2 separate regions of the Ovis aries genome follow, and region 1 is linked to region 2. The links are chromatin contacts, called in public Hi-C maps. All regions are on one chromosome and are shown on one strand. The core of a region is the stretch at or near the end of the contact, and the rest is flanking DNA. Distances in the headings are between cores, read along the strand shown. Region 1 overlaps SH3TC1 (SH3 domain and tetratricopeptide repeats 1). Region 2 holds the start of SH3TC1 (SH3 domain and tetratricopeptide repeats 1).

Region 1 (6,849 bases), core at 3,995-6,494, 59 kb after region 2:
GGTGGCCCGGACTTCACCCGGGTGCTGCTACGGCTGGGGGACCTGTGCACCCGCAGGGCGCTCGCCCGGCAGGCCAGGTGCTACTACGAGTGGGCCTTTCTGGTTGCCGTGGAGATGGACCACTGGGAGAGTAAGCGTCGGGCGGGAGGGCTGCCTGGGAAGCAAGGGCTCCTAGCATTTCTGTTCAGAGCGTCCTGGGGGTTGCAAATCAGAGGCAAGTGGTTGCTTCTCCACCGAGAATGCCGAGTGGTGGGAACCAGCAGGTGTTTTGAGGTGCCCCATGCTGGGCCAGATGTCCCCATGGCAACCAGCTCATCCTGGGTTGCCTGGGACCATCCTGCTTTCTGCACTGAAAGTCCCGAGGCTGGGAATCCTGGCAGTCTCGGGCAGACAGGCAGGGGGTGACCCCAGACGCAGCCCAGGCCAGGCAGGGGGGCAGCCAAGCCAAAGCGGCCACGTGGGCCTGGCATACTGGGTGCTTTGCTGGCGCTGTATCCTTAGTGTCTCCCAACAGCCGGGCACTCCAGACACCTCCCTGGCCCAGAGCTTGCGGGGCAGCTGCTTCATCCAAAGGCAGCTGCTGCGAGTGGTAGGCTCTGGGCCGGGTCTACCAGCAAACACGCCCAAGTGGCCCTCACAGGGGCTGCGGCCAAGCCACAGGAAACTGATGCTCGGGCCACGAGAGCCACAGAAGCAGGTGCTCAGCTTGGTGGTGGGGCGGCTCCAGGCCCCAGCTGGGAGGGGGCCAGCTGTTTAGTCTGAGACCTGAGGGATGAGAAGAATTTAGCCAAGTACGGGAGGGGCCCTGGCAGGAGGCACAGCAGCCTGTGCAAAGGCCCTGGGGTGAGTGACTGGGCCCTGCAGGGCGGTGCCAAGTTTGGAGTGAGTGGCTCAAGTGATGGGTGGTGGGAGCTCAGGTGGGAAGCTAGGCAGGGGCCCAAGACCCCAGGCTGTGGTTTGGCATTTTCCTGAGAGCACTGGGGCGCTACTGAGGGATGTAGGATCTGTTCAGTGAGGCTGGAAGGGGAATCCCCTGGACCTCCAGGAGGAGCCAGGAGCTGGGTCCCCCGACCTGCCCTGCAGCCTTGGTCAGGTGCAGGCGGTGGTCACCAAGGGCACATGGCCCCCTGGTGGCTGCTCAGAAACCTTCTGTGATGCCCCCACACCCCCAACCCAGGCACTGGGGGACTCAGACTTGGGAGTGCAAAGCTGGGGGACCCAGGAGGTCCTCCAGGGGGTCAGGGGGTCTGCCCCTCCGCCGTATGGAACGGGGAGGGGACTGAGGGCAGTGCTGACCCCCAGGGTCACCCATCCTTGCGCTGGCTCCGCTTTCAGTCCATTTCACTAGTTTGTGTCTTTCTAGGGCTCATTTCACTTAGATCATCTCATTTGCTGGCGTACAGTCGCTCACAGCTTCCCCCTTTTCCCCGTGAGATCCGTGGTGATGTCCCATCTATCCCTCCTGATCTTAGTCATCTTCGGCTCCCTCCTTTTTTTCTTGGTCAGTCTGTCACTTTTGTTAACCTATTCCAAGAACTGTGATTTGGTTTCATTGTTCTTTATTTTTCTATTCTCTATTATTTTATCATCTCCTCTTCAACTTTGATTTTTCCTTTCTTTTGCTTGCCTTGGATCGAGTTAACTTTTTCTAGTTTCTTAAGGGTGAACTTTAGGTTTTTGATTTGAAATTTTTATTCTTTTTTGGTTGTTTATCTTTTAAAATACTTAGCTATTTGAGCCGATCTTAGTTGCAACATACAAAATCTTAGTTGCAGCATGCAGAATTTAGATCCCTGACCAAGGGCTGAACCCAGGTCCCCTGCGTTGGGAGTGCAGAGTCTTAACCCCTGGACCACTAGGGCAGTCCCCAGTTTCCGTCTAGGACCCACTGGTGATTTGGTGGTGGTGGTTTAGCTGCTCAGTCATGTCTGATTCTTGCGACCGACCCCATGAACTGTAGTCCGCCAGGCTCCTCTGTCCATGGGATTCTCCAGGCAAGAATACTGGAGTGGGTTGCCATTTCCTTTTCCAGGGGATCCTTCCAACCCAGGAATCAAAGCCGGGTCTCTGCGTTGCCGGTAGATTGTTTACCGACTGAGCTACAAGGGAAGCCCAGTGATTTAGGAGCGCGCTCTCCATTTCTACAGATACGCGAATGTTCCAAACTCCTTAGTGCTGCTGATCTCTGATTCTGTTCATTGCTCCTGGAAGCTATGCCTCCTGTGGTTTTGGCCCTTTATGTTTATGGAGGACGGTTCTGAGAGGCAGCCTCCAGTCTGTCCTGGAGAACGTCCATGGGCGCGTGGAGGACGCCGCGTTCTGCTGCTGCTGGGCGTGTGCTCTGCGCTCTGTTAGGCCTGGTTGGTTCGCGGTGTCATTCACGTCTTCTCGTGGCTTGTTCACGGCCGGGTCATTCTCAGTGGTGCAAGTTCCCAGTTGTTTCCATCCCTCTGGCTTTAGAACAGGCGAGTAAGGCTGTGGGCTCGGAGCCCGGCTTCACGAAGGAGCGTCGGCTGTGGGATGCGGGAGCCGGACTTGAATCCCATCTCCACTGCGTGCCCTTTGCTCCAGCGTTGGACTCAGCTGGCCGGTCTGCCTCGTGGGGATGCTGGTGGTCCACTTGGTGGGAGCTTAGCCCCCATTCAGGCTCCCCTGGCATCTCAGTCGGTAAAGGACCTGCCTGCCAGTGCAGGGGGCCTGGATTTGAGCCCTGGGGCAGGAAGACCCCCTGGAGGAGGAAGTGGCACCCACTCCAGTGTTCTTGCCGGCGAATCCCATGGACGGAGGAGCCTGGTGACCTACAGTCCACGGGGCTGCAGAGTCGGACACGACTGAGCAGCTGAGCATGCTTGCACGCAGCCCTTCTGTCTGGGAGGAGCTTTGTGAAGCAGAAACATGTCCCAGTCCATCAGGGGAGCCCAGTTGGGACCGCCCAGCCTGGGAGTTCTCCAGTGACCAGCACTGTCCCTCAAGCGTCTGTGACGTGCTCTGCCTGGCCCCTTCCCGGCTGCTGGCCGGCTGTGTGACCTCGAGCCAGACACCCAGCCTGTCCCCACGTGGAGCGACCCCAGCTCACAGAGGCGGGCGCGCCACAGGGGCCGCGGGCCCTGGAAGGCCGCTGCAGTGCCTGACAGGGCCTCTCCCTTCCGTCTCCCGCCAGGCCAGCTGCTCGCCGTCCAGCGGCTCTGTCACTTCTACAGCGCGGTTGTGCCCAACGAGGCCCGGTGTGTCGTCTACCACGAGTTCCAGCTCTCGCTGGCCCGCAGGGCGAATGACAAGGTGCTGGAGGGGCAGCTCCTGGAGGCCATAAGCCAGCTCTACCTGTCCCTGGGCACCGAGCGGTGAGGGCCAGCCCCGGGGCAGGGAGGGTGCGGACGCCATCCCAGCACATCCCCCTGTCCTTAGTGGCAGTCGGGCACTGAGCCAGCAAGCTCTGTCTTGTCCCCAATGGCAGGGGTGAAGCATGTGTTTCTGAGTCATCCTCCCTTCCGTGGTAGCTTCTAGAAGCTGGCCCCAGCCTGCCCTGAGTGTTTTCTCGCTGGCCACGTAGTCTGGTCCTTGTTTGTCCCTTCACATGTGAGGACAGCGACCGTGTGTGCCTGGAGGGTCCTAGTCCACAGGAGACAGTGACTGTCCCGCTTGCTTCCCCAGAGCAGGGTTTCGGGGTCACCTGTGAAGTCCACCCAGAGCGTCCTGCCCGGGAGTGGGGAACAGATAGCTGGACCACACAGCTCGCAGGCTGGCAGAGTCTCATAACACCCCATCCAGTGTGGGGGCTCCTTGAGAGCAGAGAAGGGGCTGGATTCCCTGGGACTCAGGAGGGATGCCTCTCACCTTGGGGGCCTCAGTTTCACAGCAGGACCAATGGGCCCACAGCCTTGATCAAGGCTCCTCAGAGTGGGGTCCCAGGGTCAGCAGGTCCACCTCCCCTGGGCGCTGGTGGGAGGTGTGCATTCCTAGGCTTCCCAGGGGGCTCAGTGCTAAAGAACCTACTTGCCAATGCAGGAGATGCGAGAGACTCAGGTTTGATCCCTGGGTCGGGAAGGTCCCCTGAGAAGGGCATGGCAGCCCACTCCAGTATTCTTGCCTGGAGAATCCCGTGGAGAGGGGAGCCTGGTGGGCTACAGTCCGTGGGGTCACAGAGAGTCACTCTTGCCTGGGGAATCCCGTGGACAGGGGAGCCTGGCCGGCTACAGTCCATGGGGGCTGCAAAGAGCCGGACGCAACTGAGCACACACGCGTGGCAGGCCTCAGCCCGGACCTCCTGAGCCAGCAGCTCCAGGAGCCAGGCCCTGCCATCTGTGTCTGACCAGCACCCTGGGTGGTTCTGACGCTCCGTCCGTGTCAGAACCCTTGGCCTGGATGGGCTCTACGTTTCTGCCCAGGGGCCACGACCCCTGCTGTGTCTGGAGGTGACGTGGGCCTGTGTGTGTGCAGGGGGGGCAGAGATGAACCGCTCACTCCTTAAGGCCCCAGGACTGTCTGCTTCCCTCCCTAAGGCCTCCTCACCTTTGCTGGATGAGGGCCGTGTATTGCCCTGGTCTCCCATCAGCCTGGATGCGCAGGCCCTGGGCCTGGCCCCCCGACGCCCCAGGTCCAAGGTGGCCAGACGGGCCCCCAGAGAGAACCTGGTCCCCTCCACGCAGCGGGGCGGCCCGGGAGGCTGGCTCTGAGCACCCACCTCTATCTAACCCCAGGGCCTACAGGTCCGCCCTGGAGTACACCAAGCGCAGCCTGGGGGTTTTCATCGACCTGCTGAAGAAGGACAAGGAGGCACACGCCTGGCTGCAGGCGGGGAAGATCTACTACGCGCTGCGGCAGAGCGAGCTGGTGGACCTGTACATCCAGGCTGCGCAGAACGCCGCCCTGTACACGGGGGACCCCGGCCTGGGGCTGCAGCTCTTCGAGGAGGCCGGAGACATCTTCTTCAACGGGGCCTGGGATCGCGAGAAAGCAGTGTCCTTCTACCGGGTGAGCACCGCCCCGTCCCGTGGGTCCAGGCGAGTGGGCTTCAGGGGCAACCCTCCTGGGGGGCAGGACCTCCCCACCTCGCGCACAGGCTCAGCTTCCGGGTGGTTTGGTCAGAGACCATCCCAACCCCCAGCCCCAGCCTGGGCAGAACAGAGCAAGAAACGCCCGTCGGAGGACACGCCTCCCAGAGATCCACACAACCCTGGGAGGCAGGGCCTGCCCGCATTCCACAGAGGAGGAAACCAGCTCAGAGAGGCTCAGGGGCAGGTCCAAGGGCACACAGCACATCAGATGGAGGGCCGCCGGGACCACGGCTCTGCATGTGCCTCCCGGGGAGGGCGGCGTCTCCGCCTCTGTCTGACCAGCTTGCATGAGGCTGGGCCCCAGGGTACAGATAAAAGTAGCCTCTTTGGTACACAGGGGGTGTTGGACCCTCTGGTCAGGCTCCCTGCACCGAGGAGGAGCAAGGCTGGTCTAAGGGCGTGCGGTGTAGCTTGACGGGCCAGGCTCACACCCCTTGCTCACGCCCCAGGGGCCCGGGGATGGCATGCTGCTGAGAACTGATGGTGTGGTGTGGAGGGAGGGTTTCCCAGGTGGCGTTAGCGGTACCGCACCCGCCTCCTAGTGCCAGGCAGGAGATGCAGGAGACGCGGGTTCAGTCCCTGGGCCAGGAAGATCCCCTGGAGGAGGGCGTGGCAACCCCCTCCAGTATTCCTGCCGGAGAATCCCATGGACAGAGGACCCTGGCAGGCTGCAGTACAGGGAGTCACAAGAGTCAGACACGCCTGAAGCGACCTGGCACGAGAAGCTCCAGGGGGCTCACGGGGGCAGACCCAGGGGCCCTCAGGAGGGCATGGGCCTGACTGCCTGTTGCGGGATGAGGAGGCCTGACCTGCCCTCTGTCCCCTCAGGACCGGGCGCTGCCCCTTGCGGTGTCCACGGGGAGCCGGGAGGCCGAGCTGCGGCTCTGCAACAAGCTGTCAGCGCTGCTGGCTGAGATGGAGACGCCCCAGGAGGGCCTGGAGTTCGCCCACACGGCCCTGGCGCTCAGCCTCACCCTGGGTGAGCCCCGCACCCCACCCCAAGGGCCCCCCACCCCTGAGGTCTAGGCAGGGCCTCAGTCCCCCAGGCCCGCAGGCTCCTCTCTCTTGCCCCGGGCCAGGCTGCTGAGACGGGCGGCAGAGAACCTGTCCCGTCCCGCCTGAACATCATCAGCTCTTTGCCCTCCACCCTGCGCCCCCCTTGCTGGCCAGGGAGCCGGCCGGGGCACCCTGCACTGCGGACATTCTGGGACACGCCAGGCAGGGCCGCCTGGTGCCTTTCTGCCTGCTATGCCCTCCGGTCCTCCCCTCCCCACTGGCCCATGGGCCCCGCTGCTCTCTGCCGGCGAAACCCCGTCCTCCTCTCCGGGGCCTGTCCCTCCATGCCCGGCTCTTCTAGGCCGTCTGTTTTCCCTGAGGCGAGGAGACTGACCGGGCCGAGCACACAGTAGGTGTGCCCCTGGGGGGCCTTCAGGCCCTGCCGAGCTCACCCTGGAAGGGGGAGGATTTTGCAGGCAGCCTCATCTGGTGACTCCCTGCCGAGGACGGGGTGGAGGGCAGCTGAGGATACAGCAGGGAGGCCAAAGGTCATGTCTGCAGAGGCACAAACTGCCGGGCTTCTGGGTTCTCCCAGTCAGAACAGTAAGCGAAGCTCCCTGTGCAGGGGCCTCTGTGCAGGCCTGGGCTGGCGGGTGTCCTGCTCCACGACTTTGCCTCAGCCCAGAGGTGCCAGGAGAGCAGGCATCACTAGGTGCCCCTTAAAGACGGGAAGAGGAGGGCATGGCAGCCCACTCCAGTCTCCTTGCCTGGAGGGTCCCATGGACAGAGGAGCCTGGTG
Region 2 (7,748 bases), core at 4,930-7,429:
CCAAAATAAAGTCTCTCACTATTTCCGTTGCTTCCCTCTCTATTTGCCTTGAAGTGATGGGACCAGATACCATGATAGTTTTTTGAATTTTGAATTTTAAGCCAACTTTTCACTCTCTCTTTCACTTTCCTCAAGAGGCTCTTTAGCTCCTCTTCACTTTCTGCCATAAGGGTGGTGTCATCTGAGTATCTGAGGTTATTGATATTTCTCAATCTTGACCTCAGCTTGTGCTTTATCCAGCCCAGCGTTTCTCATGATGTACTCTGCATATAAGTTAAATAAGCAGGGTGACAATATACAGCCTTGATGTACTCCTTTCCTGATTTGGAACCAGTCTGTTGTTCCATGTCCAGTTCTAACTGTTGCTTCTTGTCCTGCATACAGGATTCTCAGGAGGCAGGTCAGGTGGTCTGGTATTTTATCTTTCAGAATTTTCCACAGTTTGTTGTGATCCACACAGTCAAACGCTTTGACATAGTCAATAAAGCAGAAGTAGATGTTTCTCTGGAACTCTCTTCCTTTTTTAATAATCCAACAGATGTTGGCAATTTGATCTCTGGTTCCTCTGCTTTTTCTAAATCCAGCTTGAACATCTGGAAGTTCACGGTTCACATACTGTTGAAGTCTGGCTTGGAGAATTTTGAGCATACTTTGCTAGCATATGAGATGAGTGCAATTGTGCAGTAGTTTGAATATTCTTTGATACACATTGCTGCTGCTGCTGCTGCTGCTGCTAAGTCGCTTTAGTCGTGTCCGACTCTGTGCGACCCCATAGACGGCAGCCCACCAGGCTCCCCCGTTCCCAGGATTCTCCAGGCAAGAACACTGAAGTGGGTTGCCATTTCCTTCTCCAATGCCTGAAAGTGAAAAGTGAAAGTGAAGTCGCTGAGTCATGTCAGACTGTTAGCGACCCCATGGATTGCGGCCCACCAGGCTCCTCCATCCATGGGATTTTCCAGGCAAGAGTGCTGGAATGAGGTGCCATTGATACACATTACCTGTCACCAAAATCGCAGTGCTATTGTACGATGAGGAATTGGGGCTTTAACAGGTGGAGAAGACCCGGGTGGTGGCGGGTGGTTATAAGAACACAGCCTTGGGGGCGCTTCTCCTGAGCCCACTGTAGGGGTCTTAGCCCCTCAGGTCCCAGAGGGGTGACCTGTGTGGTGCTTCACGCTCGGTCTTCCACTAGAGGGCAGTGGTGGGCAGGGCTCGCCCCTGGCTTGGACTGAACACGAAGGTGGGGACCCCCAGGGATTTCATCTGACGTGGAGAGGTGAAAGGCAGAAGACCCAGTGGGAAGGGACTTACTCAAAGCCACTCAAGGAGAGTTACTCCCCTTCCCCAGCCTCCCTGGGGCTCATCCACGCCTGCGCCTCTTCACAGTGGGGTTGGGGGGGTGGCTACACCATGAGCAAAACTGGAGGGCGGGATGCTGAGGGTCGTGAGCCCAGGTCTGCTGAGGACACCCTCGGGCTCAGAAGCTTGCTCAGGAAGGCCTCTATGTCTGAACGTGCACCCTAAGACAGTACCCTTATCCACTGTGCTTTTTCTGATCAGGAAATAGCCATCTTCTGTTATAGGAGTGATACACCCTGAACATACGGAAAGAGTCTAACGAACACTTAATGGCCCCGACCTCATCACTCTGATGACCACAGAGAAGAGTTTTGCTTTCTTCTGACCCATTCTCGTTTACTCGAAAGAGCATTTTCAAAACCAAAACTGGGCTTTAGTCACCCACGATGTTTTGAAATCCCCTCCTCTGGCCTAGCTTTGCAGGTCATGCGTGCCAAGTGACTTCAGTCATGTCCGACTCTTTGCGACCCCGTGGACTGTTACCCACCAGGCTCGTCTCTCCTTGGGATTCTCCAGGCAAGAACACTGGAGTGGGTGGCTGTGTTCTCCTCCAGGGGATCTTCCCAACCCGGAGATCGAACCCAAGTCTCGTTTTTCTCCTGCATTGGCAGGCGGGTTCTTGACTGCTGGCCTTCCTTGATAGCTCAGTTGGTAAAGAATCCACCTGCACCGCAGGAGACCCCAGTTCAATTCCTGGGTCGGGAAGATCCACTGGAGAAGGGATTGGGTACCCATTCCAGTATTCTTGGGCTTCCCTGGTGGCTCAGCTAGTAAAGAGTCTGCCTGCAATGTGGGAGACCTGGGTTCGATCCCTGGGTTGGGAAGATCCCCTGGAGGAGGGACAGGCTGCCCACTCCAGGCGCCCTGGGAAGCCCTTGCAGGCTACTTTGAGAATATTTTCATGTCGTCAGTGTTGACCCTGCCACCGCATCGGCTTCCTACTGTCTGTGGTCTGGGATAGGCCCAGCCCTGGAGGGAGCCCCAGGGGACATCACAGGAGTGTGCTGAGACAGCCCCCGTGACCCTGACTCGGGAACCTCGTTCATATGGCCTAGGGGTGTCGCCTCAAGCTCCGATTCCCGTGTAAAGCTGCCGCTGGGGTCATGCCTGTTGCAGTCTCAGGCCCTGCCCCTGTTCGCACGTCGCCCTGGCTGCAGGGCACACTGCTTATCCCAGAAGGTGTGAGACCAAGCGCTGTCCCTTTGACTCAAGCTTTTGTTTCACCGCCGTGAGTATCTCGGCCTGTCCAGACTCGTTTGTTTTCTACAGCCTTCTAGCTTCTTGTAGGTCCTCCTCGCTCAGAAGGGGTCATGCCTGCCCCTCAGGCCACCATCCACCCTTCTCTGCGGGGCTTTCCCGGGCGTCTCCAGGCTAGGGAGACTCGCCCAGCTGACGGCCCTGACTCCGCCGACACCCCTCCATCCTGGATTGCCAGGGTGGCCTGGCCTGCCCTTCAGGATCACGGCTGGTAAAAAAGAAGTTGCACTTGGCTTTCATTTCTTTAAAGCAAGATTTCCAGAATGGTCTTTAAAAGGTTAAGACAAGAGTCTGGGAATAGGTGATTTGTTTAAGTGAATTCTGGCCTCCGCAGCACCAGTCCTCATGGCGAGATGGCCTGCATTTTTCATGCCCATCAGGGAAGCCCTGGGGTTCCTTGCACCAGTTCCAAGCCCATCACAGCCAGGTGCAGGGGGACAGATGTGAGGCTGCTGAGGGGGTTCTCAGAGAGGAAGGAGAGGCGTCAGGGCCCCCCACGCGGGCTCATGACAGCCTTGGGCCCCTTCACCAGCCCCACTGAGAGGAGCAGTGATACCTGCAGTCTGGCCGAAGCAGAGGCATCCGCTCTGGAACTGTGGTCCCCAGAGGGCTCCCGGCCCAGCCACTTCCCATTTGCAAATGGGGAAACTTAGTTTCCCCAGAGAGACCTGTGAATTGTCCCACAGCACCCCAGGACTGAAAAATATAGGGCTCCATGGGGTTTCCCTGGTCATCCAATCGTTGAGACTCCATATTTCCAACGCAGGGGGCGCAGGTTCGATCCCTGGTCAGGGAACTAAAAATCCCACAAGCAGTGTGGTGCAGACGAAAAGAAAAGAAAAGACAGGGACCCATGAGAAAACTAGCGGTGTTACAGGGGTGCAGGAAACAGGTCTCCAGCACTAAAAAACTTCCAGACCTGAAACCTGAGAGGCGGGAAATCACCCGCCTGAGAGGTGGGACCCCAGCTTGGGGACTTCCGTGGGGAGAGTCTGCCCAAGCCACTGGGCTGCTCAGGGCCTTGGTCTCCACTGTGAAAAGGGCCCTGGCCGGGTGCTGGGAATCTAAGCCTGAGCTGGGTGCCTGGTCCCTGCCAGCCCTCGACCTGGGGAAGGGCCCCCAAGGAGGGCGGCCAGGACCTAACTACCTCTCCGCCCCCATCTGGCCTCCCTGGGGCCAGGGACTGGCACCCTCCCCAGGCCACTCGTTGGGGTCTGCGGGTCAGCCTAGGCCTGGGGCCAAGCCACAGGACAGAGCTTGGGGGCGGGGCAGGGGCGCGACTGAGAATTCCAAGGGTCTGAGCTGCTTCCTGGGAATCAAGCCGCCAAGCCATGGTCTAGGGACAAGGGTCAGGGTTCAGCACTTGCAGGTCGCCAGCCAGGAGTGGGGGGCACTCCCAGAGCCCGCGGGACAGCGTGCCCTCTATGAAGGTGCAGCGGGCCCTTGGTGAGCCGCTGGAGAACACAGCCCTGTAGGTCCAGACGTCCCGACTTTTCAGAACAGCCAGATACCTGGTTTAGGGTGGAATCTCTACTTCCCACTGTTGAAAATGAATCAGAGGTCTTTAAGCCCATCACCTGTGGACCAAGGGTGGCTGACACCTGGGGACGCTGCCGCAGCGTGGGCCCTGAGGCCAGAGCTCCAGCCTCGGACAGGCTGGACCGTGAACCCAAGGAAGCACGGGGGACGGCCGGGCTTCTGGACTGAAGTGACAGCGGCAGGGGCCACAGGGACAGCCGTCAGGTGCCAGCCCGGAGGGCGTGTGGGGGCGAGCCCTGCGCTCTCATCATGAGTCAAAGCAGAGAGAGCGTCAGGCACCTCGTACCGCATGCGCCCACTCGCCCATTCTCTCGGGCATCCTCAGAGCGGACAGGCGCTGAGCGGCCAACTCCTGTCCAGCCCCGCGGCCGGCTCAGGCCCAGCCCTTCCTGCCCGAGCCAGCGCTCCCCCAGGACAGCGCACGGCACCTCGTGCGGCCGGGTCAGAGCCACAGGGTGACGACACAACTGCACATCTGGTGTGTGTGCGTGTCATGTGTGTGCGCATTGTGTGTGTCTGTGCTGTGTGTGTGTGCGTGTATTGTGTGTGGGTGTATGTGTGTACTGTGTGTATAGGTGTGTGTGTGTATGTATGTGTATGGGTGTATGTGTGTGTGGGGGTGTCTGTGTGTGTATTCTGTGTATGGGTGTGTGTGTATATGTATGTGTGTGTATGTATGGGTGTGTGTGTGTGGGTGTATCTGTGTGTGTGTGTATGAATGTGTGTGTATATTGTATGTGGGGATGTATGTATGTATATGGGTGTGTGTGTGTCTGTGTGCGGGTGTGTGTATATATTTGGATGTATTGTGTGTATGGAGGTGTTGTGTATGGGGTGTGTGTGTATGGGTGTGTGTGTATGGGTGTGTGTGTGTATGGGTGTGTGTGTGTGTGGGTGTGTGTGTGTATGGGTGTGTGTGTATGGGGGTGTGTGTGTATGGGGGTGTGTGTGTATGGGTGTGTGTGTATGTGTATGGGTGCATGGTGTGTATGGGTGTGTGTGTGTCTGTGTGCATGTGTGGGTGTGTGTATGTGGATGTATTGTGAGTATGGATGTATGTGTGTGTGTGTTGTGTGTATGCGTGTATATGGGTATGGGAGTGTGTATATGTGTGTATGTGTGTGCGTTTATATCTGTGGGCAGGGCTTAATTTTGGGCCCTCAGAACTTACTAATGCATTTAATTCTCACAAACGTTGATGAGGGGGGCCGTGTACCTAGCATCTTCCGTTTCAAAGACAGGAACAGGAGGCACAGAGAGGTTAAGAGTCTTGCCTCAAGTCACACAGTCAGTCCTGGAAGGCCGCCGCCCTGCTGTGGTTCAGGGATCTGAGAAGGGCCAGGGGACACGTCTGCCACAGGCCCCCAGTGACTCTGCCCGCCTATTTGGATGTCTGAAGACATATCATTTGGGACAGGGGTGCCCCTTGCTGATGACAGGGCCAGCTGGGATTCATTAACAATCCAGATTTCTAGGCCCTGCCCTGGCAGGTGCTGACCTGGTGGGTCTGGCGTCAAGGATCTGTAAATTCAAGGCCACCTGGTGCCTGGTTAGAAGCTCGCCTGGGAATTGCTCCCTCTGGACGCCTCGGGACCTGCTGCTGGTGTGGCCAGGCCAGGCACAGGGGGCCGCTCGGTGGACCTTTGCTGAGCTCCTAGCTACAGAAAACCCGGCCCCAGCAAGAGCTGTGAGCAGCCCAGCACCCAAAGGCCCAACCTCCTACCCCTCTGAGGCACGGACACCCAAGAGGTGGCACGTGTCATCTGGTGTCCCCAGGTCCCCTGGCACCCAGGTGGTCAGGAAGCCAGGTTCCTGCTGTTCGCGCCTGCAGGCAGCTCCTCCCCGCCCCGCTGGGGAATGCTAAGCGGGGAATTGCTGACTTCCACCACCACTGATAAGGAGGAGGAAGGTCATGGAGGAGACCCGGCCCCTTCCCGGCAGGGCGGGCCGGCTACAGGCGCAGCCAATGACCCGGGCTGACAGCCCTGGCCACCTGATCGGAGCCTGGAGGGCCAACTTGCTGCAAATGTGTGCCTTCCTGCCGGGACAGGCATCACGCGGCCGGGACCATCGCGAGGGGCCAGAACAGGAGCAGAGGCAGGTGCGGAACCCCAGGAGCCTCCCTCCTTTCCTTCCCCAGCGGGGTAAGTTCCAGACCGCCTACAAAGCAGTCCCCAGCCCCGTGCGTGCGTGCGGAGGGTCACCTGTCAGGACAGGGGAAGCCACGGGAGGGTGTGCATGGGCGTGCGCCCCGAAACCGTCCTGGCTGGGGAGAGGCGGGGCAGTGCTCAAGCGGCTCCGCGTCCGGGGAGGGGCCGCGAGCCGTGAAGCCGGACCTCGTCGAGGCAGCAGCAGTGAAGCGGGAGCTGCACGCCTCTCCCCGGTGGGGGTGGGGTGGGCCTCTTTATGGCCCCGGAGGCTGCAGCCCCAGAGATTCCCATCTTGGCTGAGCCCCTGGCCTGCGAGTAAGGGACCCGCCTCCGAGCCTCAATTTGCCATCTGTGACATGGCAGCACGCGTGTTGGGGCCAGCAGGCGGTCAGTGGCTGAGTCCAGTGCCAATGGCCCTGGAGAGGAGCGGGAGCCCCAGGGCTGGAGGGCTGGGGTGGGGGCCAGGTCCCTCACCCCTAAGGCTGTCCGCCCTCCCTGGTGATCAGCCCTTGGTGGGGGCGTCTCTGCTCCCTCTCCATCCCCCAGACCCCACCCCAGTCCCCCAGGGGCCAATGTCCCTGCAGCCCTGGGGACAGCCCCTCTGTCCAAGAGGGCCTTTTGGACAAGGAAGGGTCAGAGGGGGCGAGGGGGGAGCAGCTCTATCCCCGGGTCCTGGGGTGCACTGCCAACTTCATACAGATGGACCAGTGGTGAGGGGACAGCTCTGTGGCCCAGGCAAGGCCGTGCACCTCCGACCCTTACACCCTGTGAGCCTGATGACCCTTCCTCCTTCCCCCAGGGGGCTGTGGGTGCGGCCCCGGGCAGAGTCTCAGGTGACCCGTGGAAGGGCTGGGCCCAGCGCCGGTTTTCCAGGGTGGGGGGTGGGAGGTCGGGGGGTGGAATAACTCATAGTGGCTGGAAGTGGGGTCTCCTCCGAAGGCCTACCTTGGTCTTCCTGGTGCCCCGGGGATGGCAAGGAGAGCCAGGCTCGGCCCCTCCCACCTTCCTCGTGCAGCTGGGGGAGGCATGGCGCAGAGGCAAGCCAAGGCGGGCCCAGGGCCACACAGCAAGTTGGCCTGGGACGTGCCCTCCAGGGTCTTTGGCCTTTAATTGTTCTCTCTGTACATTTCCAGGTGGTTCCACCTTCCTGGGCCTTTAAAAAAGAAAAAAAAAAGATGATTTTTTTTTAAGAACAGTTTTAGACTTTCAAAACAATCGCAAACAGAGCGCCCAGAGTTCTTGCAGCCCCACGCAGTCTCTGGCGCATTTGCAATGGCTCATGAACCAGAGTTTGTTCATTATTACTGAGGAAAGCCCAGGCTTCATTCAGCTTCCCTGCGTTTCCACCTAATGTCCCTTTTCTGTTCTAGGACCCCATCCAGGACACCATGTGACATTTAGTCATCACACCTCCCAGGGCTCCTGGGCTGGGATGATTGCCCA

The links. Hi-C and Micro-C count contacts between places; a contact is called where the count stands out from the background.
Region 1: a Hi-C map of mixed tissues shows a contact between it and region 2, with 7 times the contacts expected there. The contact joins the enhancer-like site here to the promoter of SH3TC1 in region 2. A contact is called at or near these places in 7 of 16 Hi-C or Micro-C datasets (blood, hypothalamus, liver and 4 more).

Annotation. Positions count from the first base shown.
Region 1 is chr6:115,255,822-115,262,670 of ARS-UI_Ramb_v3.0, forward strand. SH3TC1 (SH3 domain and tetratricopeptide repeats 1) reads left to right here. Exons shown (of 17, transcript XM_042251683.2): 12 at 1-130; 13 at 3,161-3,341; 14 at 4,698-4,971; 15 at 5,883-6,033. Among named protein-coding and RNA genes, the nearest start is that of HTRA3, 42 kb to the right of the region's middle. Within about 2 kb of position 5,245, at least 3 of the 54 cell types and tissues checked have an H3K27ac peak or open chromatin away from gene starts, as enhancers often do.
Region 2 is chr6:115,195,679-115,203,426 of ARS-UI_Ramb_v3.0, forward strand. It overlaps SH3TC1 (SH3 domain and tetratricopeptide repeats 1), which reads left to right and starts at 6,180. Exons shown (of 17, transcript XM_042251683.2): 1 at 6,180-6,299.